Linked DNA regions of Mus musculus: regions 2, 3, 4 and 5 are each linked to region 1. The links are chromatin contacts, called in public promoter capture Hi-C maps. All regions are on one chromosome and are shown on one strand. Each heading gives the region's core, a stretch centred on a gene start, on an enhancer-like site or on the middle of the called end of the contact. The rest is flanking DNA. Distances are from core to core; before and after follow the strand shown.

Region 1 (5,226 bases), core at 929-3,428:
AAAAAAAAAGAAAGGAAGGAAGAAAGAAAGAAAGAAAATGTACAATTTGGTGGTGGATTTCATGTATTTACAAAGAATATACTCATCACCATTTAATTACAGAATATTTTCGTTCCCCTTAAGGGAAATCCATTAATAGTCATACTACCCAATCCTCCTTCCAGTTCAGTATCTGGTGATCACTAACCTTTCCATTTTTCTATATTCTTGGCATTTCATACAAATGGAAAGGCTATATGCTTCACTGAGTATATTTTTGTCGCATTCATTCAATATTCAGTATTTTATTTGTCTTTGATTTTGTTATTTAAAATGCAATTGAAGATTGAAACTTTTTTTAATATATTTTTTCTAGATTTATTTATTATTATATCTAAGTACACTGTAGCTGTCTTCACATGCATCAGAAGATGGCATTAAATCTCATTACGGGTGGTTGTGAGCCACCATGTGGTTGCTGGAATTTGAACTTCGGACCTTTGGAAGAGCAGTCGGGTGCTCTTACCCACTGAGCCATCTCACCAGCCCCGATTGAAACTCTACCATGTTAAAAATTCGATTTTATTGTATGGATAGACCATATTTGCATATTCATTCACCAGTTCATGACTTCATACTTCTAAGGATTGCAACGCTAGCTATGCATGGCTATAATAATTGCTTTCCCCTTAAAGACTGGACTGTGCCAGGTGTGGTGGCACACGCCTTTAATCCCAGCACTCGGGAGGCAGAGGCAGGCAGATTTCTGAGTTAGAGGCCAGCCTGGTCTACAAAGTGAGATCTAGGACAGCCAGGGCTACACAGAGAAACCCTGTCTCGAAAAGACAAACAAACAAAAAAAAAACAAAACAAAACAAAAAAAAAGACTGGACTGTGCCTTAGTGGGTAAAGTCACAATCCTTGGAAATGACAGTGCTCCCGAGCAGTCAGTACTGATTAAGCTTGGCTTGGGGGAAACTAATGACTCTAGCTTTGTCAGTTACCTTCTGTGCCAAAGCTTTGGGTGGTCCAAACACAGTAACACAGTTCTGTGAATTTCTTTTCAATTGTATTTTCTATTCAACACATTGGCAAAACATTCCTTTTCAGTTTAAACTGTAACCTCGATGCGCTGATTACTCAAGGAAACACTCAATGACTTTTCTTTTTGTCTTAATATTTTGGGTGTGGTAGCAAGTAGAAGCAGATCACCCTAACCAAATATTTGCAAATATTTAAACAAAGCCATTCAGGTCAGGGAGGGAAGACGACTGAGGAAGTAGAAATTGAATGTGGCTTTTAAAGGAGGATTGTGAGTCTCATAGATTTGCTGAGAAAGGAAAAATCCTGTTCCAAAAAGGGGAAGAGAATTAAAAGTTTATCTTCTGGGTGACTGGGGACGTCTGGGTTCGGAGCACGTGTCTTTGGTATGTTTGGCAACCAGAAGTCTGTGCATTAAGCGTGTTGACTCTTCCGCCCTTCTGCACATGGTGAGATTTGAAGGGAGTGTTGGAGACGGTCTCCAGGGCTGCGGAAAGATGAACTCCATTAGAATCTAGATAACTTCTTCAAGTTCTCCGCCACCTGTCCTCACTCCTTTAGTTGAGGGTAACTGTCTATGTGACACCCACGTAAGAACTGGACGTGTCCCGGCGGGTTGCAAACTGCCACTGACCGCCCGGGGCCTTTCGCGGTCCCTGGAGGTGGTAGGGCGCGAGCACCGAGTGCGGGTGGCCAGCAGTGCCGGAGCTGCGGATGAAGCATCCTTGGACGGAAGGACGAGGCCTTTGACGCCCCAATGACTCTAATTGCGGCACCAAAGCAGGGTGCGCCGAGGGGGCGAAACCGCCCGGGAACAGGTTGAGGATCTTACTCTCCCCGTACTCCAGCAACTGCCAAGAGAAATGTCTGCCGCGGAGGGCGGAGTACAGACCAGGGGGCGTGGCTAAGAGGAAGGGGCGTGACCGAAAAAGACTACCTGGGCGGAGCAAGGGTGGAGGGGCGTGGCTAAGAACGGAGTCGGGGCGGGACTCAGTCGATTGGGCGGGGCGGGCGAGGCCTCTGGGCCCCGCCTCTCGCCGCAGGCGCGCCCGCCCCGCCTACCCGCTCCCCTCGGAGGTGGCCGCGGCCGAGCGCGGGGAGGGAGGGGAGAGCGGGTCACGACGCTGCGGGGGCGGGGATAACCCCTCACGTGGAGCAGATGAAAGGGCCGCGGCGCGACGGCCGGGGGAGCGGAGCAGAGCCTGCGACCCACAAAGCCGCCGCCGCCGCGATGGTGCTGTGAGGCGACCGCCCGCGCTCGGTCCTCCGCCGGCCCGCGACTATGCCCGGCCGCGCCCGCCCTCCGCGCCCTCCCGCCGCAGGACCATGAGGCCACGCTCGGGCGGGCGCCCAGGGGCCCCGGGCCGCCGCCGCCGCCGCCTCCGCCGCGGCCCCCGCGGTCGTCGCCTGCCGCCGCCGCCGCCGCTGCCGCTGCTTCTCGGGCTGCTGCTGGCGGCCGCGGGGCCCGGCGCGGCGCGGGCCAAGGAGACGGCGTTCGTGGAGGTGGTGCTGTTCGAGTCGAGCCCGAGCGGCGACTATACCACCCACACCACCGGCCTCACGGGCCGCTTCTCGCGGGCCGGGGCCATGCTCAGCGCCGAGGGCGAGATCGTGCAGGTAGCCACCCGGGCCCCGCGCTCCGCCGCCACAAGATGGCTCCGGGGGCTGCGCCCGCCGACCCCGCCGCGGGCTAGCGGGCGGGCGGGCGGGGGGGAGGCGCGGAGCCCGGCGGCATCCCTCCCAGGCGGGCGGGACGGGGCCTCCGGGGCACGGCGGCTGAGGCGAGCGCACGTGGGGGCTCGGCCTCCGGTGGGTGCACCGCGCCGGGGTGGGGGTGGGGACGCTGAGCTGGGCATGGGCGCCTGGGCGGCACTCTTGAGTTGGCGGGACGTTTTTCTCCCTCAGGTGAAAGTCCCGGGAACTACCTGTTGAATGCCAACTTTGCAAAGGCGAGACAAGTTGAAGGATGGAGCGACTTCTTAGAGGTCGCAGGCTTTGCTTTTCCATCCACGTTTGCTCCGTTTTCGGAGCGACCCAGTTGCCGGGGTGCACATCTTCAGGTTATTTTTGCTGAAATCTACTGGCAGCCTTACCTAGACACCAACCCTCTGGCAGGGCTCTGGACGGGCAGCAGCAGGAAGGGAGCAGGCGGAGCTGGCTGAGGAGTGGGAATTGGCAGAGCACTGTCGTGGCCGTGCCTCAGATTACAGGGGATGAGAAAGACCGCAGGCTCGCCCCTGGGTCAAGGACTAATACCGAAGAGGCCTGCAAACCCGAGCCAGGGTCTCTCACTGACAGGGCCTCCACCTTGCTCCAAATGAAAGAGGGCTGCGTCCCAAAGGAGGCTGGCTAGGGAGAGCTTTGAGCTGTCCCCAGTCTTTGAGGAGGGACTCTCAGTCGAAGCCTCAGCGGATGGATAGCTGCATAGATTTCCCGCTCCCTCGACGATGGTTTTTATCCACTACCATGTTCCAGGGCAGCGCACTTATGGTTGTTAGGCGCACCTCTGGTAGGAGTGATCTGATACGGTTGGCTCGTCTTTGAATCTTTTGGAACTTTAGAGGCCTATAGTTTGGATCTCCGGTGCTTTGCTCTTGGGTGAATTATGAAGAGAAAAGGGACTGTGTGGGATGACTTCAGAGCAGCTCCGAGTGTAGACAGGAGGGTGAAGCTGCACGCAGAGCTTTGAGTTGATGGGACACGGGCCAATACGGTGTAGCTCCTTAAAGGTGTGTGTCTTTCCAAAGCTGGAGGAGGACCCTATGGCTGTGATTAGAAAGCATTGTTTTGTGGTGCTCTTATTCTTATCTATAGAAAGCGAAATACATGTTTGACCAATTTCTGTGACTACAGATGTTGCTAACGGTGCTGTTCTCCCCCCCCCCATGTTATTGTTACTGTCATTAATATACAAGCTTTAGAGAGGATGCTTGGCTGAAGATACCTAAACAACTCTATTGCAGGCTTTAAGAAGAGTTTGAATTTTAAGTCTTGCTTCTTGTGAGTCCTTGTCGTTCTTTGAGGCTTTCCCTGTGCCCTGATGGCTTTAGAAATGTTTGATTTACAGCCTTGAGGGTGGGGGTTGCAGCTGAGGGGAGTATGTTTTAACGTGGCACTTCACTTTTTGAAGGAGACTTTTGAAGTTTGAGATTTTTATCTGCAGTGTTTAAACTTGAGCCATTCTCTGTGGTAGTTTGTCTGGGGAGCTATTCATTATGCATAATGCTGTGCTTTGCAGATATTCTTGGGTTCACTATTTAATACAAAATTAGCAGTTTAAACACACCATTTGTAACTATTTTATCCTGACAAGTAGAGAGATAATGTGTGAGTTTGGCAGGACTCTGTTCTCTTGAGAAGTTTTTGAAGTGCTTATCTAATTCTTTTGTAGTCTACTAGACTCGCACCTCCCTTTCAAATTAAGTCAACAGTCACTAAGGGGAGAAAAATGACTTAAATGGTATTTAATAAGTTTACCTGTTAAGCAATCACTAATGATGTCCTTAATTCCTTTATAACTGCAGTGATATTGGTGGGCTTATCTGAACTCCCTGAAGAGATAGTTTGTCATTGGTACACTCCATAGCTTTAATAACTTTGTTGTGGTCATCCATGTGTCCAGACAAGCACAGTGTGGCTTTCAGAGCTGTGTGTGTACACACAGACCGGCATGCTTTTATTTGTTCTGTGAATACTGCCAGACTAAAGGAACTCTTGTAGCTCCTGCCTACCAGCTCTGGAATAAGTTTTGTAAGGAAAGCCAATGTTTTAGGATTGCTGAGAGGGAATATAATGAGAGCATGTGTAATAAAAGTGTAGAAGAAACAAAGCCAGTCTTTAATTTCAGATTAATCATGTTTTCTAAGTACTCATTGAACTTTTAAAAACCACCTTTTGTTTTATCACCTGAAAAACTTCATGTTTTGCCCTTTAATGAACGTTTTATGGTCTTCTGTTTATTTTCTGATAACTAGAACTAAATAGTAGTATGTAGGTAACATTGCTTTTATTCTCAGTGTGATTCTATAGCAATATTGTTCTTAATTGGGAAGAGAGGAAAAAAGCTGTTTGAATGTTTCACTTTAAAAATTATAAGAAATATTTTGTAGTACTGACTTTTTTTCCTGTTACTTGCCAATGAATGTGTGTGTGTGTGTGTGTGTGTGTGTGTGTGTGTGTGTGTATGTACACACACACACAATAGAT
Region 2 (4,855 bases), core at 1,290-3,789, 1.3 Mb after region 1:
ACGTAGCCACTGCTCAATCTCGCTTTAACATGGGTATCCATGGAATATACACCATGGGATCCAAACTCAAGTTCTTGTACTCAACACCTGACTGAACTGAGGTGTCTCCCCAATCCCTGAAGCTTTCAATGCTCTCTTAGCCGTTACTGTTTCACACAGAGTTCCTTCTAAAGAAAACTTCTAGCCGGGCATGGTGGCACACGCCTTTAATCCCAGCACTCAGGAGGCAGAGGCAGGCGGATTTCTGAGTTCGAGGCCAGCCTGGTCTATAGAATGAGTTCCAGGACAGCCAGGGCTACACAGAGAAACCCTGTCTTGAAAAACAAACAAACAAACAAACAAACACAACAACAACAACAAAAAAGAAGAAGCCTTCTATAAGGGAAAGACAGTGTGCAAACTCCTCTTACAGCTTCACTGACCAAGTGGAAACACTGGAAACCGTCTCAAAAGAAAACACATAGCCTGGACACTGCAACCTTTCCATAGAAAGCATGCAGCATGAGGGAAACTAAAAATTAGGAAATGTTTCCAATTTAGCATGCAAAGAAAATCAAGACATGACAGTACTTGTGTTGCTATTACTGTATCTAAAAAGGATGCCATGGTCAGAAGGAAACAGCTAATGGTGACAACAGCTGACAGGGGTTGTCCTCACAGTAAGATTGCTCTTCTTCATTATGCAACAGCCTTTCCCCAATTATTAGCATCACAGGAGAGAGGGGGGAAGGCATTAGGGTTATTATTAAATATTAGCCAATCACACACAACACTCAATGCCCTATCGTGAGGCATCTTTTCAGTGAAAATCCAAATTAATTAAAGTCTGCAAAGTGATCTGAACTCTCACGGTGTGCACAGTACAATTTACCAATCAGAATCTCTTTTGATGTGTCACTTCATTAGGAAGGTGGGAACAAAACAGTATTAAATGATTCAAGGTGGTAGGGATGCTCGCTAAAGGGAGTGACAAAGTGTGGGTCCTGGACAACACACGTCCTGTACACACTTCAAGGCCAAGAAGCTCTGCCATGTAAGAAGCAGCCTGGTTCAGGAAAAGCCAGAAATTCAGACTGACTGTGAAATCACCTCATTTCTAAGTGTGGTAATAGGATTTTTCTCTTTTAAGGATTCTAAGGACAAACTAAACATCTGCAGACTGGATAATGATGCTGGCTGCCAAAAGAATACTCTATAAGTGCCCTAAGCCAGGAGATGTGTTGACCGTTGGAAGTCAAGTGGCCCTTAGAAGATTCCATCCAAGGGTGCAGAAGTATGTGGGATGAGGAGGTTGAGGAATCCTGACCAATGTTCACCTTGCCTGGAAACTAGCTAACATGCTGAACAGCTTGCTCTGGATTCAGCTGAGGCTCTGGGAAAGTCGTCCTTTCACAATGAGAATAATCAACTCTTCTTTTTCTTTCTTCAGGTTAACACAGCATATGCACATCAGCAGCCACAAAGAAGCTACCAGGAATTTCCACAGACTTGTTTTGGAAGCAGAAACTCCTAGTGACTACACAGCTAGGCATGGCTTTCACTGCGATTACTGTTGTGGTATGTCAACCATACCAGTCCTATCTATCACCTACCTCATTGCTCTCCTGTGGTTTTGGAAGAAGTAAGGAGTCTAAGCCAGAGCCTCTAGAACTCCCCATGATGCCCCTGTGCTGCTTTAAAAGACCTTTATACTACAAGTTCCCTCTGTGCAGAAGCAGCTGTTACCTGGCCACAAAACTGGCAGTCTTGTCGACGATGTTCCTGACCTCCGGGGGAGGGTAAATAATGCCGACCACTGGCTTGGAAGGGGTGGGATCCTCCTTTGACGATGCTTCTTCTTCAATTGGCTGTGAAAACAGAGAAAAGGTAGTAAGGGCTTCAAGTCCCCGGCTCGGATTAGGCTATCATAAACGCTCCATGATACTGACAGGAACGTCTGTCCTGTAGACTGCAGACTCTCTTGGGTTAGCATCCGAGGACGCAGTTAAAAACAAAACAGGGCAAGTTTCCTTAGCCATACTGTATTTACGCAGCCATTCCTAATCTAGGGGAAAGAATGATTTGCTTAGCTCTCCTCTTTTTGAATGGAGGCTTCGTGGTTCACATAAGACCCCAGAGGAAGCCGGGGGTGCAGGTCCGCATGCTGGTTTTGAAAAGTCCGGTTCTAGGGATATCTTTTTCGAGACCAGAAGGCAACTCAGCGCGCTGACTCCTGGGACTTGCAGTCCCTCCATGTCCTTCGGGGTGGCCTGAGCTTCCAGCAGCAGTGCCACAGCGCCCGCGCGGAGGGGAGGAACGAGGCCTCCAGCAGGCCTGCAGGCAGGGAGCGCGGGGCACGATACCTGTTTGGACTCAGTGGCTACTGGCGGCGGCGGGGGTACCGCCTGCACGGGTCCGGCCTGCATGACTGCGACGCTCAGGGCTGCCAGTCCACCTCGGTGGCGACAACCGGTGCGACGACAAGATTAAAGATCACCACACGAAGTATCCAACTCAATGACAAGATGGCGGCGACCCAGAGAGAGAAGCCGCGGGAGCACTTCCGGTCCCGCCCTCTCGCCGTTTCGCACTTCCAGCCCCGCCCCGCCTGCTCCGTGGCGCGGTACGCCGTTGCCAAGGCAGCGGCCTGGGCTCCCAACTTAGAGTTGCGAGGCATTCTCGGAGCCTCAGACGCTCTGGAGGAAGTTCTGTGAGCCAGACAGACACAGAGCTGAGGCTGCGACGCCGGAGACAGGTAAGCCATTCCACATCCTCTGACTCTGAACTTCCCTCCTGACTCTGGCCGGTTCCTCGCCCCCTCAGCGCCCCACCCCTCGCCCCTGTTTCTTTCCTGTTTGGCCTGGCATTTTGAAGATGCCATAGAGTCCCACTTACTACACCTTTAGCCCCATTTTTTGGTTCAGCACCACCTCCTCTGCATCCCTCCTTACAGAGTCCAGGACATGGTGCTAACACCTTTAATTCCAGGAGACAAAAAACGAAGCAGATCTGAGTTCAAGGCCAGCCTGGGACAGAGCAAGTTCTAGATGAAGAAAAGCATAATTCAGGCGTAGTGGTACATATCTTTAATCCCAAGAGACAAAGCCATGCAGATCTCTGAGTTCAAAGTCAATTTCCTGAGCAAGTTTCAGGATAGCCAAGCTTAGGCAGTGAGGGAGTTGAAAAACAGAAAGCTGGTAAGATAATAAAGGGGATCAGGTTCCAGCCACAGGAAGCAGAATTTGGCTGTGTGGCTCTGGCTTTAGAGTCTAGAGTAGAAGGGATTGCTGGGACAGTTGATGCTGGTTAGCTGGAGCTAAGAAATTAGTGATTAAGACGAGACCAGCATCACTGAGGTGAAATCTTCTGGGAAGTGTTTTCTGAGAGCACAAAGAAGCTGTGTTCCAGAGATAGCCATGGTTGTTGCTGCAGCTGTACTTGGCAGTGTGTAAGAGTTACCCAGGCAGTATTAGTTTGAAGGCATGAAGGTGTCATGAAGAGCAGCTGAGGCTTGGCACCGTGAGAGGCCAGGGAAGGCCATTGGTGAAGGTGCAGTTACAGTTACAGTTGATGGCCCAGGACTGAAGGGGTCATGCAAAGGAGTTGAGGCTTGCCCCATGAAGAGAGCCTATGAGAGGCTCTTGGTGAAGCCTAGTTGCAGTGGTAGACCCCAGTGTATTGGAGATGCCAGTACGATAAGATGATAACCAGGAACAGCAGCAGCAGTTGGCTGGAGTCAAGCAGAGCCTAGAGTGCTTCAGAGGGCAGAGCTGGAGAAGTGATGCCAGCCCTTTAGAGGATCCCCAAAAGATCATGTGTGGATCCCAGACATTGGAATAAAAGTTAGATTAAGAAGCTGTAAAGTTGAAGTTGCCTTGGAGACCCCAAGATGTTAGAGATGCCAGAGTCATGAGATACCTGCCAAGGAAAACTGCTAGCAGGGAGTGGGACCAGCCCAGGAGAATGAAGTCTGCTGCTGCTGACTGCCAGATCTGCCAACAGCAGTCGGCAAGGATGAAAGGAGCTGACGATCTGAAGAGCGCTTTGACATTGGATGTGGAGACATGGACTTTGGAGTTTGCCCAGCTGGTTTTCTGTCTTGCTTTGGTCCCAGTATTTTTGACTTTATATGGGATTACAGTTAAGAGACTGCTTGAATCTTAGAAGAGACTTTATTTATTTATTTTTATTTATATGAGTGCACTGTCTTCAGACACACCAGAAGAGGGCATTGGATCCCATTACAGATGGTTGTGAGCCACCACGTGGTTGCTGAGAATTGAACTCAGGACCTCTTGAAGAGCAGTCAGTGCTCTTAACCGCTGAGCCATCTCTCCAGCCCCTGGAATTTTTTTGAACATTGCTGAGGCTGCTATAGAGTATGGGAACCTTTGATGTTGGACTAAATGTATTTTGCATGATGCTGTGTTTAGGTATGGCCCCCATAGCCTCATATGTTTGAACAAGCCTATGGGGGCCAGGGAGTGGAATGTGGTGGTTTGTATATGCTTTGCCCAGGGAGTGGCACTATTAAGAGGTATGTGTGGCCTTGTTGGATGGAATAGGTGCTGCCTTGTTAGATTAGGTGTGCCACTGTGGGTATGGGCTTTATTACCCCTTCTAGCCCCTTGGAAGCCAGTCTTCTGCCAGCTGCCTTTGGAAAACGAAGTGGAACTCTAAGCTCCTCCAACCCACATCTGCCTAGACTCTGCCATGCTCCTCCCTTGATGATACTGGACTGAACCTCTGAACCTGTAAGCCAGCTCCAATTAAATATCATCCTTATAAGAGTTGCCTTGGTCACGTTTTCTCTTTACAGCAGTAAAGCATTAAGTAAGACAGTCAGAGACTGGAAATCGCCATGTAGGTGGTTTTA
Region 3 (4,972 bases), core at 960-3,459, 1.2 Mb after region 1:
AGGGCCCTGGGGTGACTGTGCTTGCAGTGGATAGAGTGAGGGTCCCTAGGTGTGGTGGGGGCTGCAGGAGCCCTGACAGGTTCACTCACTGCTGCATCTGGGAACCTAGAACCAAATGCCAAACTTTCCAGACAGTCAGGAAATGGAGTTGGGGCCGGGCGGTGGTGGTGGTGGTGGTGGCGCACGCCTTTAATCCCAGCACTCGGGAGGGAGGCAGAGGCAGGCAGATTTCCGAGTTCGAGGCCAGCCTGGTCTACAAAGTGAGTTCCAGGACAGCCAGGGCTACACAAAGAAACCCTGTCTCGTAAAACCAACTGGGAGCGGAGCAGCTCTGCCGTCCCTAGAATGCCTCAGTTTCCCCTCCTGCCCCTTCCTGGTCCTCCATGTGTTCACTCTCTCACTAGTCCCCAAGATTCTCTGAGGTTCAGGTACCCTAAGGGCTGAGGCTTACATAGGGCTCCAAGAGTGATTCTGTGTTCCCCGTGAGGTTCGCCTGATTCTGCAGCTGGCTGAGGAGCTGAGAGGAAGAGTTGGAGCAGCCACGATTGGCCAGTGCCATGCTCAGGATGAGGAGACTGAGGGTCAAACCTGGGCAGAGAAGAGCGCATCAGTTACCTGACTGGTGGTTGTCCAGCCCAGGGGAGGAGCTGGGCACACAGTAGGGTCTGGGTTTGCACAGAAGCACTCACTGGGGCTACCACCTTCCACCATAAACCAAACAGGGTGAAGGAGATGGTGGTGGCTGCAATTTCCCTGCAGCTCTTCGGGGAGAGGTTGGGTTGTAGCCTCCAGCATCCCTGTCCTGACTTTATGGCATAACGAACAGACAAGAGAGTCCTCTATAAGATATCTGGCCTCATACAAGGGTTAGCTCTGTCCTAAGACTGACAGGTTAAGTTCCTGACTACTTTATAGACCTTAACATTCCCTGTAGGCAGAATAGAGTTGACCAGGGGTCTGTCCTGAGGTGCAGCCCCAGGGCAGCAGGTCACCTAAGCTCTTTTCACAGAGCCAGAAAAAGCACCTCTCCACTCACTGGGCCAGCCAGTGCTGACGGCCATTCTGCTGAAAGGTGAGCAAGATGCGAGAGGAAAGCCTGTCCAGGTCACCCATGCTCAGCACTCGCCCTGCCCTTCCTGCCACCGACACACGAACCCCTAACACACGCACACACCAGGACTGCTGGGAGCCCAGGAGAAGGTTGTAGGGGTGAGGGCAGATGATCATAGTTCCAGCTCGCAGGCCCCCACCCTCACAGGCACCGGCAGCCACGTGGTCGGAAGGGGCCTGTGGTGCAATGGCCCGGAAGGCTACGACACCATCCTTCCCTTCCTACAAACCAACCAGCCCCACCCCACCCCACCCCCTCGCCCCTGGGGAGGGCCTGTAGCCCAGGCGTGCCAACCACAAGTCCCCTCCCCATCTTCCCCCGTGTCTGCAGCTACACTGCCAGTGAGGGTCCACAGCGAGCTTGTAACAGGTGCACATGGACCAGTGCCTGTGGGGGTGTGCCCGTAGACCTAGGTGAGGCACTGCAGTACCTGCCCCGGTCACCGGGGGTTCTGGTCTGCAGGTGAGACTTCCTACCTTACTGAGAGGGAGGACCTGTTCCCACATAGATGGCTCTGCTTGCCTGTCCCCGTGTGGGTGTGGCTGTATGAGTGGCGGGATGATCTAAGGACCTCTGGCTTGGCTGACTTTGCATCTGCCCCAGACCCCGAGAATTGAATCAGAGCAAGAAGTGAGCCCCTTGCTCCATTTCCGCGCAGATCTGGAACTTCCTTCTCTGCTCATCCCCTACCTGCCTTGGGCTTCTCCAGACTCTTCTCACTCTTTCTCCTCTTCCCTCATGCCCTGGTCCCCGGCATGGTCTCTCTCACGCCTCCCTCTGGAATACCTTCCAGAAATACTACGTTTCCACCTGTGGCTATGCTGGGGTCTCAGTGGATCCCTGCCCTACTAGTTCTCCCTCTCGTCCACATCCTTCACTTGATCTACAGCTCCCAAGGGCAGAGGGTGCCTACAGCAGCCAGTTGGCCCAGCTGCGCCCTGGGATGGTAGAAAGGAAGGAAGTACTTACTGAGCAGTGTTCTTAGAAGCCGTGTCTGCATACTGGGTCCTGGTACTCTGGCCCGTGCCTCTCAGGGGTGACACAGCTTGGCTGGGTGTCCTGCAGGCTGGCAGCCACTTTATGCCCGACGGGGCGATTGGCCAACATCTCGTGAGGTGGGTGGGGAGGGGGAGGGGGAAGGGCAGGCCTTCTGGGAACATGACCCCAAAAACCAAAGTCTCCCCAGGCGGCCAATGGGCGCCATGCGCCATGACATGCCCGCTCCTCCTCCCGTTTTCTTCGAATTCGTTCTTCGAGGTCAGCCCCACGCCCAAGGATGATGTAAACCGCAGCCTCAGCCTTCTTGGGGTGAGCGGGCAGCACGGGGGTCCGTATCATCTTCAGGGATCAGTCCAGGGGTCAGAGCACGACTTGCAAGGGAGGCCACCCCTGGTCCAGAAACTACCAACCTCCTAGGACACGAAGGTTTAGGGCTAAAGGGAGCCAGACATCTTCCTTGTTGAGTGCCCTTCCCACCCTCTCGCTTGGGCTGTCGGGACATCTGTGAGCGGAAACCACCAGGCTCTGGGCACAGAGCCAGACTTGGGCCCCAAAGATTGTGCCTCTAATCCCAGGTCAGCATCTTCTAGCCCAACTCATTTCCATTGTCTCTATTAACTGTCCTCGCCCAGCCTTCCCAATCCCAGATCCTCTCTCTGTAGACAGGGTCCTTTAGGACCCTTGGAGCAAGAGAAATTAGAGAACGGGTTCAAAGCTTGTGACACGCTGTGTCGCTGTGTTGTCTGAGGCAAGTCACTCAGCTACTTTGAGCCCCACCTGAGAAAGCGAGAGAGAAAAGCACTCCTTGGTTCACCCCTCAAGGTCACTGCCAACATGGACATAAAAGGCAAAAAAGCCTTTGAAGAAAAAAGAAAAGACTAGGCTTGAATTCCAAGTACTGGTTTTCAGGGGATGGGATGGAGGGGGCGGGGGAGACCGGGAAGCTGTGAGCTCAGAGGGGAAGCTGGAGGGAGGGGTGGGGGAGCTGCGACAGTTGGACACAAGGTTTCACTTTCTCTGAAAGATAGCGATCCATCATGGGTGGGTCTTCTGCTTCTCCGCACTGAGGGACTGAGGCCCAGGCTGAGCCAGATCCACAGGCCATGCTTGGAAGCCACAGCACATCTGCCAAGCTAGAATGAGCATCCTTAGGCTGTACCTGCTGTTGGCCCTCATATATTCATTCAACAACCCCCCCACTCCCTATCCAGGAGGCGACTGTGCCCCCATCCACATATTCTCTGCACCTAGCAGAGTGTCCCCCTTGTTAGCAACTCCCCAGTACAGTCTAGACTAGATCCTTCTGAAGTCTTCATTTCCTCCTACTGAATTTCTTACCTCTGCCCACTCCAGGGTGCTGTTCCCTAGGGCCCTGGTCAGGGATCCTTCTGCATTTCATATCCGTGATGTCATCCTGGGACAGTCCCTATACCCCTACACTCAAGCTCTCACTGTGATAAGGAGACAGAGGGAAGCTCCAAGCAGCCCCAGATCTAGCCGGAGAGTGTTATGTCGTGCTTCTCGGAACCCATATGTTGGCAAGAGACCCTCCTTCACCTCAGTTGTTCCTTCCTCTCTCCCATGGACCATACACTACCTCCTCTGTTTAGAATAAAGGTGCCAAGGGGTGACTTGCCCTGTTGGAGGACACCTGCACAGTTGGGGGAGGTGTCCAGAGCCGGATGGCGTGGTACACATTTGTAATCTCTATTTCTCTAGAGGCTGAGACAGGACTGTGCATCAGAGGCCAGCCTGGGATAGACAAGGGGACTGATCTCAAAGCAAAATCAGGAGCTGGGCATACAGTCTCAAATAAATAAATAAATAAATTCAATTAAATAAAGTCAAAGGGAATAAATTCAATTAAATAAAGTCAAAGGGGCTGCCACGTCAACCTAGGCCAGCGCCTAGCCTCAGAGCTTAACACCCTGAGGGTTTCCTCCTACTACAGAAAAGGAGAGGAAGAAAGGAAGAGCGTGCATTTATTTACCTGGTGTCTGAAGGCATGTCTTAGCTGGGGGCCAGAGGGTTGTGCTGGACAGGCCACTGGGACTAAGGTCAAGAGCAAGGCTTGTGTGCATATTTATTTCCCGGAACTATCAAAATGGGAGGGCCTCTGCCCAAAGACACCAAAATCTGCAGAAGCCGCAGACCCTTCTAAAAATTGTGTGGTGTGTGCATGGAACCTCCACAGGGCCTCCTGTAGACAGCATCCTTCCCTAGATGGCAGATCATGTAAAACATGGTGTTATTGGGGAATCTCAAAAGGAGCATGTCTGCCTTCCTTCCGGAGGAGCCCATTTCTTCCTGGTTTCTATTTTCACCCCCCTCCCGCACACAGTTAATGAGTCCTCTGATATGGGGGCCACAAGCTGTGCAGCCTTGACAAGGACACAATGTATTTCCTACCATTGTACAGGCTAGACATTTGAGTAGGCTATCTCTGGGGCTGGATGCTCCCAGGTACCTCTCCTTTGCTGTTGATTTACTCAGGCCTGTTCTCATCTGTGTATCCCAGGCTGACCTCCAGCTCACACTGCAACCCAGAGTGGCTTTAGATTCTCAGTCCTCTTGCCTTGCGTTCCCCATCTTGGGATCATTGGAATGTGCTACCCCACGTGGCTGCTTCTTGGCTTATAGGTGGCCAAATTTCCACTGTGCCTTTATATAACCATTCACCCCCTTCTGCATTTTCTGTCCCCTGATCTCTTTGTTTTTATTTTCCTTGTTTTTTTCTTTCTGAGACAGGATTTCTCTGTGTAGCTTTAGCTGTCCTGGAACTCGCTCTAGAGAAGAGGCTGTCCTTCAACTCAAAGATCTGCCCGTTTCTGCCTCCCATGTGCTGGGATTAAAGGTATCCAC
Region 4 (5,193 bases), core at 148-2,647, 1.5 Mb after region 1:
CAAAGGTTAAAGGTGACAAGAGGGAAAGTGATATGCCAAGTCTTTCCATCTTCTCATAACCAGCCAGCAAGTCTAGCTGTTTTCAGCACACATGACTGGTGTCATCTACATACAGCACAGCTAGTGGAAACTCATGTTCTCTGCTCAGCTGTGTGACTTCCAACATTAATGACCTCAAAGTCAACTGAGAGCAAGTAGAAAAGAGCCTTGGTGATGGTCACCTGGAACTGCAGCATTCAGGAGGTAGAAGAGAAAGGTGGGGCCCTTGCTTTATGGGTCCTGCCCCCCAACAAAGAGCTGAGGAAACAAACTACAGGGTTTTTTGTTTGTTTGTTTTGATTTAATTTTTTCCTTGTCACAGAAACAAAGCTGTTTTCTTAAAATTAACCTTTGAGAAATCAGGATTTCCCAGGCAGGCCAGTTTCAGCTAGCATAAGGTCATGGCCTAACTTATCCTCTCAGAATGAAAAGTCATTCAGGTAACCTCAGGCCAATCAGTTATTTTTCCACTGTTCTGTCTCCCTGTTCCTGCCTTCCAAGGAATGTGACTTCCAAGTGACATTTGGTTTTGTTTCTGCTCTCTTCAGTCCCTTCAGAGGTAAAGTTAAAATGCAAAGCTTGTGGGAATGACAAATAAAGGCATTTGTTATAGAGTTGCAAAGATAGTAAGAAGCGATCACAGACAGTAGGACATGGTAGAGCAGACCTGGAAGCTGAAGCAAGATGTGGTGTTCCTGACCAGACTACTGGAACTCTTTCAAGAGTTTCAAGAGGGGGAGGGGGAGGGGGGGGGAGAGGGGAGGAGAGGAAACAGAAACGTCATCTCCATTTTTTACATTTTACAACCAACCAGGCTTTTGGCATCTAGTTAATTTGTAGCCGTGAAACCTGAGACTCGAGGAAAACCAGTTTTGTTCATCATTAGACAGCAAGTTCTGAAGGCTGATATTTCTGGTGGATTACACTTTCTGGAGAAAGTTGGCAAATATAGGTGGGGCGCTGGTTAAATTCTGGGTTATAAACGTGGAACAGAGTCCACAAGTAGATGAGTGGAAGGTGCCACAACAAGCCTAGGAAGCTTGGCCTCTCTACGTGGTGACAAGACTCAAACAATCTTACCTCCTTCCCTCAGTGCCCCCGAAATCTTTCAGGGCAGAGCCGCGGACGACCCTCTCCAAGAAAGAGAGGGCCCTTCATGATTCCGGACCTTGGTAGCAACGGCTTCTCCTCGCGGAACAATGGGCAGTTCGGGGCTTAGGGGGACCCCGCGACTGATTCTGTACCTCGAAGGACTACGCAGTTCCCAGGCGTTTGGGAAAAGCTGGGTGGGCTGCCTGTCTTCACAGAAATGCGCCAAGTAGCCAGAAGGACCATTGCTACACCCACCGCCTGCACGCCCCGCCCACTCACCCTTCGTCTCCTAGGCAACACGCCCAACAGAGCCTCACAAAGAACGCCTAAAGACTGTCACGCGGTCTGCTTGCCGGTTGTCTCCCAGGCAACGCACTCCAGTGTAGATAGTTGCTCTGCGACCGCGTGTCTTTCCACCATGGTTTTAGGTCTTGCTAGCTTTCCTGAGTCGCTCTCTAGCCAGTCAGAGACCGCTACACAGCCCAGAAGGCCTTCAGTCAAATGGGACTTGGGCTCGGATTACAGGAAAGGTACCGAAGAGACTACCGCTTCTGGTTCGAACTTCCGGCGCGAGAGACTGGACAGCCAGCCGGATCTTGGCCTCCACGTCCAACCACAGATCTACTTCCTGCGGCCGCGGTCCCCACTCCCCAAGTTGTTATTCAGGTGTGGCTCGGGTATACAAAGCAGTTGTCAGACCCGGGACCCCGTAAGGGAATCCGACTCACTTTGTTCCAGCCGTGTCCCCCCCCCAACCTCCGCCCTTAGATGTTCCTCTGATCGCAGCAATGTCTCCGATCGCAGGATTTTTCAGACTCAGGCCAACCCGTAGGACCTTCAGAAGCCCGTTTTCTGGGCCGAAGGCACTGTCCCGTTTCTAGCCTTCCGAATGAATCCTGACCCTGGCGTAGTGTAGGCTTGACGTCTGCAATTGGTCTCAGGCTCCAATCGACTTGGCAACTCCAGGCCTTCCCATTCTCCAGCGTCCTTGAAAAGCCTTCAGTTCCCCAATGTTTGACTCCAATCCTGTCCCCCTTCTTCAACCGGCATCAGCCAAGGATGTAACAAGTCCTACAGAGGATTTATTATGGAAACACAATTTGTTTCAAAAATGACCAGTATTTATTACTTGATAAATTTGGTGCATCACTAAGTAAAGAGGGTCTTTAAATATTTAGTCTCTTTTTGGTTGAAAATAGGACTTAGACTTGTGTGTAAATTCCTGACCGTTGACTCTGTCTTCCCATCCGCACCTGGGTATGTTGAGTCATCCTGCATAAAAACCAGAAAAGTGGAACTGGGTAGCTTTCAATGTTCGTTCCTTTGTATTAGCAAGCACAGCCTGACCACAGTTGTTCCTAACTCATAGGAAAATGAACTGGAGAACGTTATTAGAATCCCCCTAAAGGTGCTTTGTTTTCTTCTTAACTGAACGTGGTTGCACACGATTGTAATCAAGCACTCAGGTGCTGGAGGCAGGAGGATTGGAAATTCAAGGTCACTCTCAGTTCAAGAGGGAGTTCTAGGCCAGCCTGGATACACGAGACCTTGTCACAAAATATACATCTTTTTGTTTGTTGGGTTTGGTGGTGGTGGTGTTTTCTGTTTTTTTGTTTTTGTTTTGTTTTTGTTTTGTCTGACTATGAATGTATTTTATGATGATCTTATTCTGATGTGCTAACCAATAGAGACTGAGTTTAGTATAAGTTGTTATTTGTATTCCTTCTGTTCCTGTGTGTATCAGACAGCCATTTCTGTTTCAGTCAATTCATGTGTGGTTCTTCCCTTTTTGCTATTGTTTGTTTGGGAATCTGTATTCAGAAATACTTCACCAGCACGTATGTCATTTCCCTGGTTTCCTTTAGAGTGGTTTGCCAATCATTTCAAAAGTAAAATAAACTAAGCAACATCAACAACAACAAACCAAACAGAAGTCGGAGCAGCAAACCAATCACTGTGCTGGCTAGTTTTTGTCAATTTAAAACTACTAGTTTTACCTGGGATGAAGGAACATCTTTTGGGGAATTGTCTACAGCTGATGGCCTGTGGGCGTGTCTGGGGAGCAGTTTCCTAATGACTGGTGTGGGAGGATGTAGGGCACTGTGGACAGTGTCACACCTGCGCGGGTGGTTGGGTTGTATAAGAAGGCCAGTTGAGTAAGTCATGAAGAGCAAGCCAGTAAGCAGCCTTCCACTGTGGTCTCTGCTTTAGTTCCTGACTTCAGGTTCCTGCCCTTAGCTCTGCCTCAGCCTTATTTGATGAGCAACTGCAACCTGTAAACTGAAGTAAGCACTCTCTTCAAGTTGTTTTTGGTCAGTATTTTATTACAGCAATTGACAGGCTAAGATAATCCATATCTAAGTATATGTGTGTTGTATTTTTAAAAAGCACAACACAAAAATTCACTCTTTAGTAAACAGTAGCCACTGTTTAGTTGCAGTGGCCACAACTTTTTTCTCTATCTAGTTATTATACCAAGATATTTATTCTTGATTATATGTATTATATCAACTGACTTAACACAATGATCCACTTGGCTTCCAAGTTTTAGAATGTATGAACAATTGTTTTTTTAAATGGGAAAAACCATTGAAAAACACTTCATAATATAACTAAATTATCAAAAAATGAGAACCCAGGAGCTGGAGAGATGGCTCAGCAGGTAAGAGCACTGACTGCTCTTCCGGAGGTCCTGAATTCAAATCCCAGCAACCACATGGTGGCTCACAACCATCTGTAATGAGATCTTATGCCCTCTTCTGGGGTGTCTGAAGACAGCTACAGTGTACTTACATATAACAAATAAATAAATCTTAAAAAAAAAAAGAGAGAGAACCCACTGGCTAACATCATCATCTGTTATTTGTTGAGACATGTAGCCCAGCTTGGCTTTAACTCATAATGTAGCTAAGAATAGCCTTGAACTTCTGATCCTCCTGCTTCTGCCTCCCAAGTGACGTTTATTGATGCTGGAGATCACCAGGACCATGTGTGTGCTAAGCACATTCTACCAATTCATTCCCAGCTGCCCATTCTGCTCAGATTGCTCCACACCTCTTACCCGTGTGGGTGTCTCCAACCCACTGATGCCCTGGGGCCAGGATGCCTATGGGCAGCAACATCCAACATGGCAACTGATGTAGCAAACTGTAACATTAACTTGATTGCATGGTTCCTGAGTGTAAACTTTGTCAATAGTTGCAGTGTCAAAAGGTGGAACAACTTGTCAAAGTCCCTAAAAGTCCTTTAACACCCCAAACTTTTCTCATTTTTAAACATTTCCCAACTCTTCCATTAGACTCTACTTATTAGCTAAATCTGTGTCCATCCAAATCCTCCCTTATCTCTCTTCTTCCTTCATTTTCTTCCTCCCTCCCTCCCTCCCTCCCTCCCTCCCTCCCTCCCTCCCTCCCTTCCTTCCTTTCCTTCCTTCCTTCCCCCCTCTCTCTCCCTCCCTTCGACAGTTGCCTATGTAGCCCAGGCTGGCCTTGAGCTCCATCTTCCTGCTTCTAGCTTCCCAAGTGCTGAGCGCACAGACATAAACAGACAGAAAACACAGCTGGTTTTCTTTCCTTTCCCTTTATTTTTTTCTACCCTGTTCTGTTCTCCCCTCTCCAAGCTTCCCGCTTAGATTTAAGCTGTGAAGGAAGAACTCCCACCTCTTCCTCTCTCAAACTCATCTTTTACCTCTACCTTCCAACTGTTTTTTCCCCAAAGATTTATTTACTATTATAGATACACTATAGCTGTCTTCAGACACTCCAGAAGAGGGCGTCAGATCTCATTTAGGATGGGTGCTGGGTTGTGAACTCAGGACCTTCAGAAGAGTAGTCAATGCTCTTACCCGCTGAGCCATCTCTCCAGCCCCTCCACCTTTACTCTTATCCGGCATTTTCTCCTTGAGCTGACACTCAGCATTTTGAGGGTTGCTCACCTGGAGAATGCTTGACTAGTGTTTGCAGCCTGAGGGTCCACGCCAGTCCCTTTACAGAGGAACAGTAATAACAATAGCTGCTAGGGAAAGTATTGGCTCAGGACCCCCATGACCAAGTTCTCAGCACA
Region 5 (4,491 bases), core at 534-3,033, 1.0 Mb before region 1:
TTCCAAAGTCCTGAGTTCAAATCCCCAGTAAACACATGGTGGCTCACAACCACCTGTAATGAGACCTGATGCCCTCTTCTGGTGTGTCTGAAGACAGCTACAGAGTACTTACATATAATAAATAAATAAATCTTTTAAAAAAAAGTACAAAACTAGAAAATGACTCCTGTTTATACAGTTTATGGTGGCCCCTGTCCACTGAATCAAGGATCTCTCCTAGCCACCAGAGAACAGCTGCGCCCAGTTCCACTGTTCACAGACCCTAGGCCCCAGCCAAACTGCACAACTCACCATCTGGAGACATATGTTCCTCTGCCCAAAATAACCTACCCTATCTCCACCTGTTAACATCTATCCTCCAAGGATTACCCAATACATAGTACTGGGACAATGGGTTAGTCATTTGAAGGAAATTCCTTAGATTCTTTACTTCATCCCAGACATCATGATATATTTCAGATAAACATAGTCCTATACTTAAAAATCAAACCATAAAACCACTCAAAAATATGTCCTTACTAAAAAATTACAAGAGAAGACTCTAGGCTTAGATGCAAATGAAATTTCAGCGGAAACAAAATAACAAAGCTGGCCCATCAGGCAGAATACAGGCTAGAGGGGCGGTTAACTGCTCATCACACAAGCATTAAGACACAAGCTTGAAAACCTAGCAGCTGCATAAAAGAGCAGGGTGCAGCAGGGGGTGGGGGTGGGGGATCCCTAGGGCTCACTGACAGCCAGTTTAGATCAATTCAGTGAGCTCTAAGTTCAGCCAGAGACCCACTCACAAAAAATACGGTGGAGAGTAACACAAACACTCTATTTCCGGCCTCCACATACACGTACATGTATAGCCACACAGAAACAAATTTAAAACACTTTAGGGCTGGAGAGATGGCTCAGTGGGTAAGAGCACCCGACTGAAGGTCCAGAGTTCAAATCCCAGCAACCACATGGTGGCTCACAACCATCCGTAACAAGATCTGACTCCCTCTTCTGGTGTGTCTGAAGACAGCTTCAGTGTACTTACATATAATAATAAATAAATCTTTAAAAAAAAAAAAACAACACTTTAGAGGAACCTGGTTAACGAATATTAAACTGATGCAAGAACTCAAGTTTAAGCCAATATAGCTTAGTGAGATCCTATCATTAAAAACACCCAATTGTAAAAAAAAAAAAAACCCAAAAGTTATTTGTGTGAACTCCATTCAGGGAGTTTATAAAATAAGATGGTATTCTGGTTTCTTTGTTTTAGAAACACGGGCTTATTTACTGAAGGATTGCTAGATCCAATCGTTAGGAGTCCGACTTAATCAGTGTACTCGTCCCTGAGGATTAATAATCTAGTAGCATTAGTGAGAAGTAGGATCTCACTGGAGAAAACAGGTTACTGGGGTATGCTCTGGAAAGATCCCTAGCCCCTGGCCCTTTCCTGTCTCTCTGCTTTCCCAGGCGCCAGGAGGTGATTGGCTCCACTGTTGAATAATTCATGTGCTTCTCGGCAAAACGTTCTGCCTTCCCACAGCCCCAAAGCAACAGAGTCATCTAGTCACACACTAAACCCTCTGAAACCGGGAGCGTCAGTAAAGCATCAAGAAAGAGGACCCCAAAACCAGCGGACAGAAACATAGGCTCGCCCGGGGTAGCCGCAGAACGCCTTGCCGGCGCGGCCAGCGACGTCACCTCTGCGCCCCGCCGGCGTGGTGTGTGTGGGTCTTCCGGCCGGGAGGCGGCGGCGGGCGGGGCGGAGTGACGTCACGGGAGGCGCGCGCCGGAAGCGGGCCGTGCCGCACGGAAGCCGCGGGGGCGGGGCGCGGAGGCGATGGGGGGCGGCGGCGACCGGCGATGAGCGGCGGGCGCGCGTGAGGAGCCGGCGGGCGAGGCTGGGGGGCCCCGGAGCGCGAGCCGCAGGGCGGAGGGCGGGGGCGCGAGCGCAGCGGGCGGCGGCGGCGAGGCGGCGGCCGAGAAGATGGCGGACGGCGACAGCGGCAGCGAGCGCGGCGGTGGCGGCGGCGGCGGCGGCGGGCCCGGCGGCTTCCAGCCCGCGCCCCGCGGCGGCGGCGGCGGCGGTGGCGGGCCGGGCGGCGAGCAGGAGACGCAGGAGCTGGCCTCGAAGCGGCTGGACATCCAGAACAAGCGCTTCTACCTGGACGTGAAGCAGAACGCCAAGGGCCGCTTCCTCAAGATCGCCGAGGTGGGCGCGGGCGGCTCCAAGAGCCGCCTCACGCTGTCGATGGCGGTGGCCGCCGAGTTCCGCGACTCGCTGGGCGACTTCATCGAGCACTACGCGCAGCTGGGTCCCAGCAGCCCCGAGCAGCTGGCGGCGGGCGCCGAGGAGGGCGGCGGGCCGCGCCGCGCGCTCAAGAGCGAGTTCCTGGTGCGCGAGAACCGCAAGTACTACCTGGACCTCAAGGAGAACCAGCGCGGCCGCTTCCTGCGCATCCGCCAGACGGTGAACCGCGGCGGCGGCGGCTTCGGCGGGGGGCCCGGGCCCGGCGGCCTGCAGAGCGGCCAGACCATCGCGCTGCCCGCGCAGGGCCTCATCGAGTTCCGCGACGCGCTCGCCAAGCTCATCGACGACTACGGGGGCGACGAGGACGAGCTGGCCGGCGGCCCGGGAGGCGGCGCCGGCGGCCCCGGGGGCGGCCTGTACGGAGAGCTCCCGGAGGGCACCTCCATCACCGTGGACTCGAAGCGCTTCTTCTTCGACGTCGGCTGCAACAAGTACGGGGTGTTCCTGCGAGTGAGCGAGGTGAAGCCGTCCTACCGCAATGCCATCACCGTGCCCTTCAAGGCCTGGGGCAAGTTTGGAGGCGCCTTCTGTCGGTATGCAGATGAAATGAAAGAGATCCAGGAGCGACAGAGGGATAAGCTTTACGAGCGACGCGGCGGGGGCAGCGGTGGCGGCGACGAGTCGGAGGGTGAGGAAGTGGATGAGGATTGAAGCAGGCAGCTTCCCGTACCGGCCTCCCCCAACCCCACCACCATCCCCTTGGCTAGAGAGCGCCCTTTCCTTCTCGTCCCCAGTGAGCTAGTGGAGAGGGATCAGGGGAGGCCGCAGACGAAGAAAACAAAAAAAAAAATAAAATAATATAGTTAAGAGAAATAACCATAAGAAAACAGTCACAGACAATTAGAGAAAAGCAGTTAAGTTCCAAGGAACTGCCAGCAACCTGCAAAGAGGAGCAGCATCTCCTCACCTGCGCAAGAGTCTCAGCTTCTGTTGTTTAAAACCGAGGTTCGGAAATTCATCAGGAAAACACTGGAAGGGATAGATAGATCTTCGAGCGTCTGGGACCAAAACCACACCTGGGTTACCCAGACTCATGCATTGGGAATAGCTGAATTTGTGTTCTTCCTGGGTAATCTGGTCTTAGGATCCCTCCAGGCCTCACTACTATCAGCATCTATCCCTTCACCTCCATCGAAATCAGCATTTTGGATCTAGGTCTTAGTGGAATCTTTGAGAAGAAAGAGGCCTTTTGCAGTTACCCAGTTCTGAGGGTACAGGTTTATGAAAAGGAATGCAACTTTACACAATCATGGACAGGGCAAGAGAAGAATTCAAGAAGCCATTGGAGAATTCGAAAATTAGATCCATTTAAAAAAAATGGTTTTGCATGGAACCTGGACCAAGGCCCCTGTCTTTTCTTTGCAGAATTGTTTTCCGGGATGCAAATGAATTCAGAGATCAAAGCTTGAACTAGAATCCATTACTAAAATAGTTTAAAAGTTGGCAATTTTTTTTTTCAAAAACAAAAGCATTTTTACAATGGGGATTGCTGAGGTGGGCACAAGAAGTCAGGCATAAAGCACAAAGTGGACTGTTTGAGTGGATTGGTTGCTGCTCATTAAAGTTCTTCCCTTGATCTCTTAAGTATGGAGGTCTTTACCAAGAAATGGCTTAGCATGAGTGGGAGCTGAATCCCAGTGGCTCCACCGTATGAACCAGAGAATTATGGCTAATTCGGCTGTTACAGCCACTGGCTGGCTGCATTTTAAACCTTAAAACTTGACTATCTGCAAAAAAGGAACAGTGTGGCTACAAGCCTGAGCTTTAATGAAATAGACATCCTCACAGAGAAGTTGGAAATAACAGAACTGAAGTCTTAATTTACCTTCAGTTTAATCTGTGGATTTATTGAAATACTGACGATCCTCAGGTCCAGAATTCCAGCATCATTTATTCTTTTAAAATAAATTTTTAAGAACTTGATCCATCTTATTCAGTACCTCACAATCAAAGTTGGCAAATGATGGATGAATGATTCAAGCGTTGCACCCGGTAGAAGCTGAATCCATTTGTGAATGGACTGAAGTGAACGCGAATGCTGACTCTATCCTGGAAGCATTTTTATACCATCTTGAAATTTCAACAAACTGGCACTTGCCGGTTTATCCAGCTGTCTTTCAAGAATAAAAGTTGGGGTTTTCAAGGATCGCCTCTTCTATATTTTAAATGGATTTTCAGTATAAATGATTTTTCTA

The links. Promoter capture Hi-C pulls out the DNA fragments that hold promoters and counts their contacts.
Region 2: a promoter capture Hi-C map of pre-B cells shows a contact between it and region 1, with 5 times the contacts expected there. The contact joins the promoter of Sf3a1 here to the promoter of Znrf3 in region 1. A contact is called at or near these places in 2 of 39 promoter capture datasets (liver and pre-B cells) and 1 of 115 datasets of contacts at active chromatin or transcription factors (pro-B cells).
Region 3: a promoter capture Hi-C map of embryonic stem cells shows a contact between it and region 1, with 4 times the contacts expected there. The contact joins the promoter of Osm here to the promoter of Znrf3 in region 1.
Region 4: a contact with region 1 is called in a promoter capture Hi-C map of liver, with 3 times the contacts expected there. The contact joins the promoter of Dusp18 here to the promoter of Znrf3 in region 1. A contact is called at or near these places in 2 of 39 promoter capture datasets (both in liver) and 1 of 9 other capture datasets (adipose tissue).
Region 5: a promoter capture Hi-C map of cranial neural crest shows a contact between it and region 1. The contact joins the promoter of Purb here to the promoter of Znrf3 in region 1.

Annotation. Positions count from the first base shown.
Region 1 is chr11:5,441,799-5,447,024 of GRCm38.p6, reverse strand. Znrf3 (zinc and ring finger 3) reads left to right here and starts at 2,178. Exons shown (of 9, transcript NM_001080924.2): 1 at 2,178-2,637. The coding sequence starts at 2,347.
Region 2 is chr11:4,158,038-4,162,892 of GRCm38.p6, reverse strand. It overlaps Sf3a1 (splicing factor 3a, subunit 1), which reads right to left and starts at 2,539. Exons shown (of 16, transcript NM_026175.5): 1 at 2,343-2,539; 2 at 1,726-1,847. The coding sequence starts at 2,405. Ccdc157 (coiled-coil domain containing 157) reads left to right here and starts at 2,600. Exons shown (of 12, transcript NM_001164620.1): 1 at 2,600-2,734.
Region 3 is chr11:4,234,022-4,238,993 of GRCm38.p6, reverse strand. Osm (oncostatin M) reads right to left here and starts at 2,209. Exons shown (of 3, transcript NM_001013365.2): 1 at 2,081-2,209; 2 at 452-588. The coding sequence starts at 2,111.
Region 4 is chr11:3,891,444-3,896,636 of GRCm38.p6, reverse strand. It overlaps Dusp18 (dual specificity phosphatase 18), which reads right to left and starts at 1,397. Exons shown (of 2, transcript NM_173745.5): 1 at 1,120-1,397. 4921536K21Rik (RIKEN cDNA 4921536K21 gene) reads left to right here and starts at 1,511. Exons shown (of 3, transcript NM_026150.3): 1 at 1,511-1,797. The coding sequence starts at 1,550.
Region 5 is chr11:6,473,368-6,477,858 of GRCm38.p6, reverse strand. It overlaps Purb (purine rich element binding protein B), which reads left to right and starts at 1,783. Exons shown (of 1, transcript NM_011221.3): 1 at 1,783-4,491. The coding sequence starts at 1,973. The coding sequence ends at 2,947.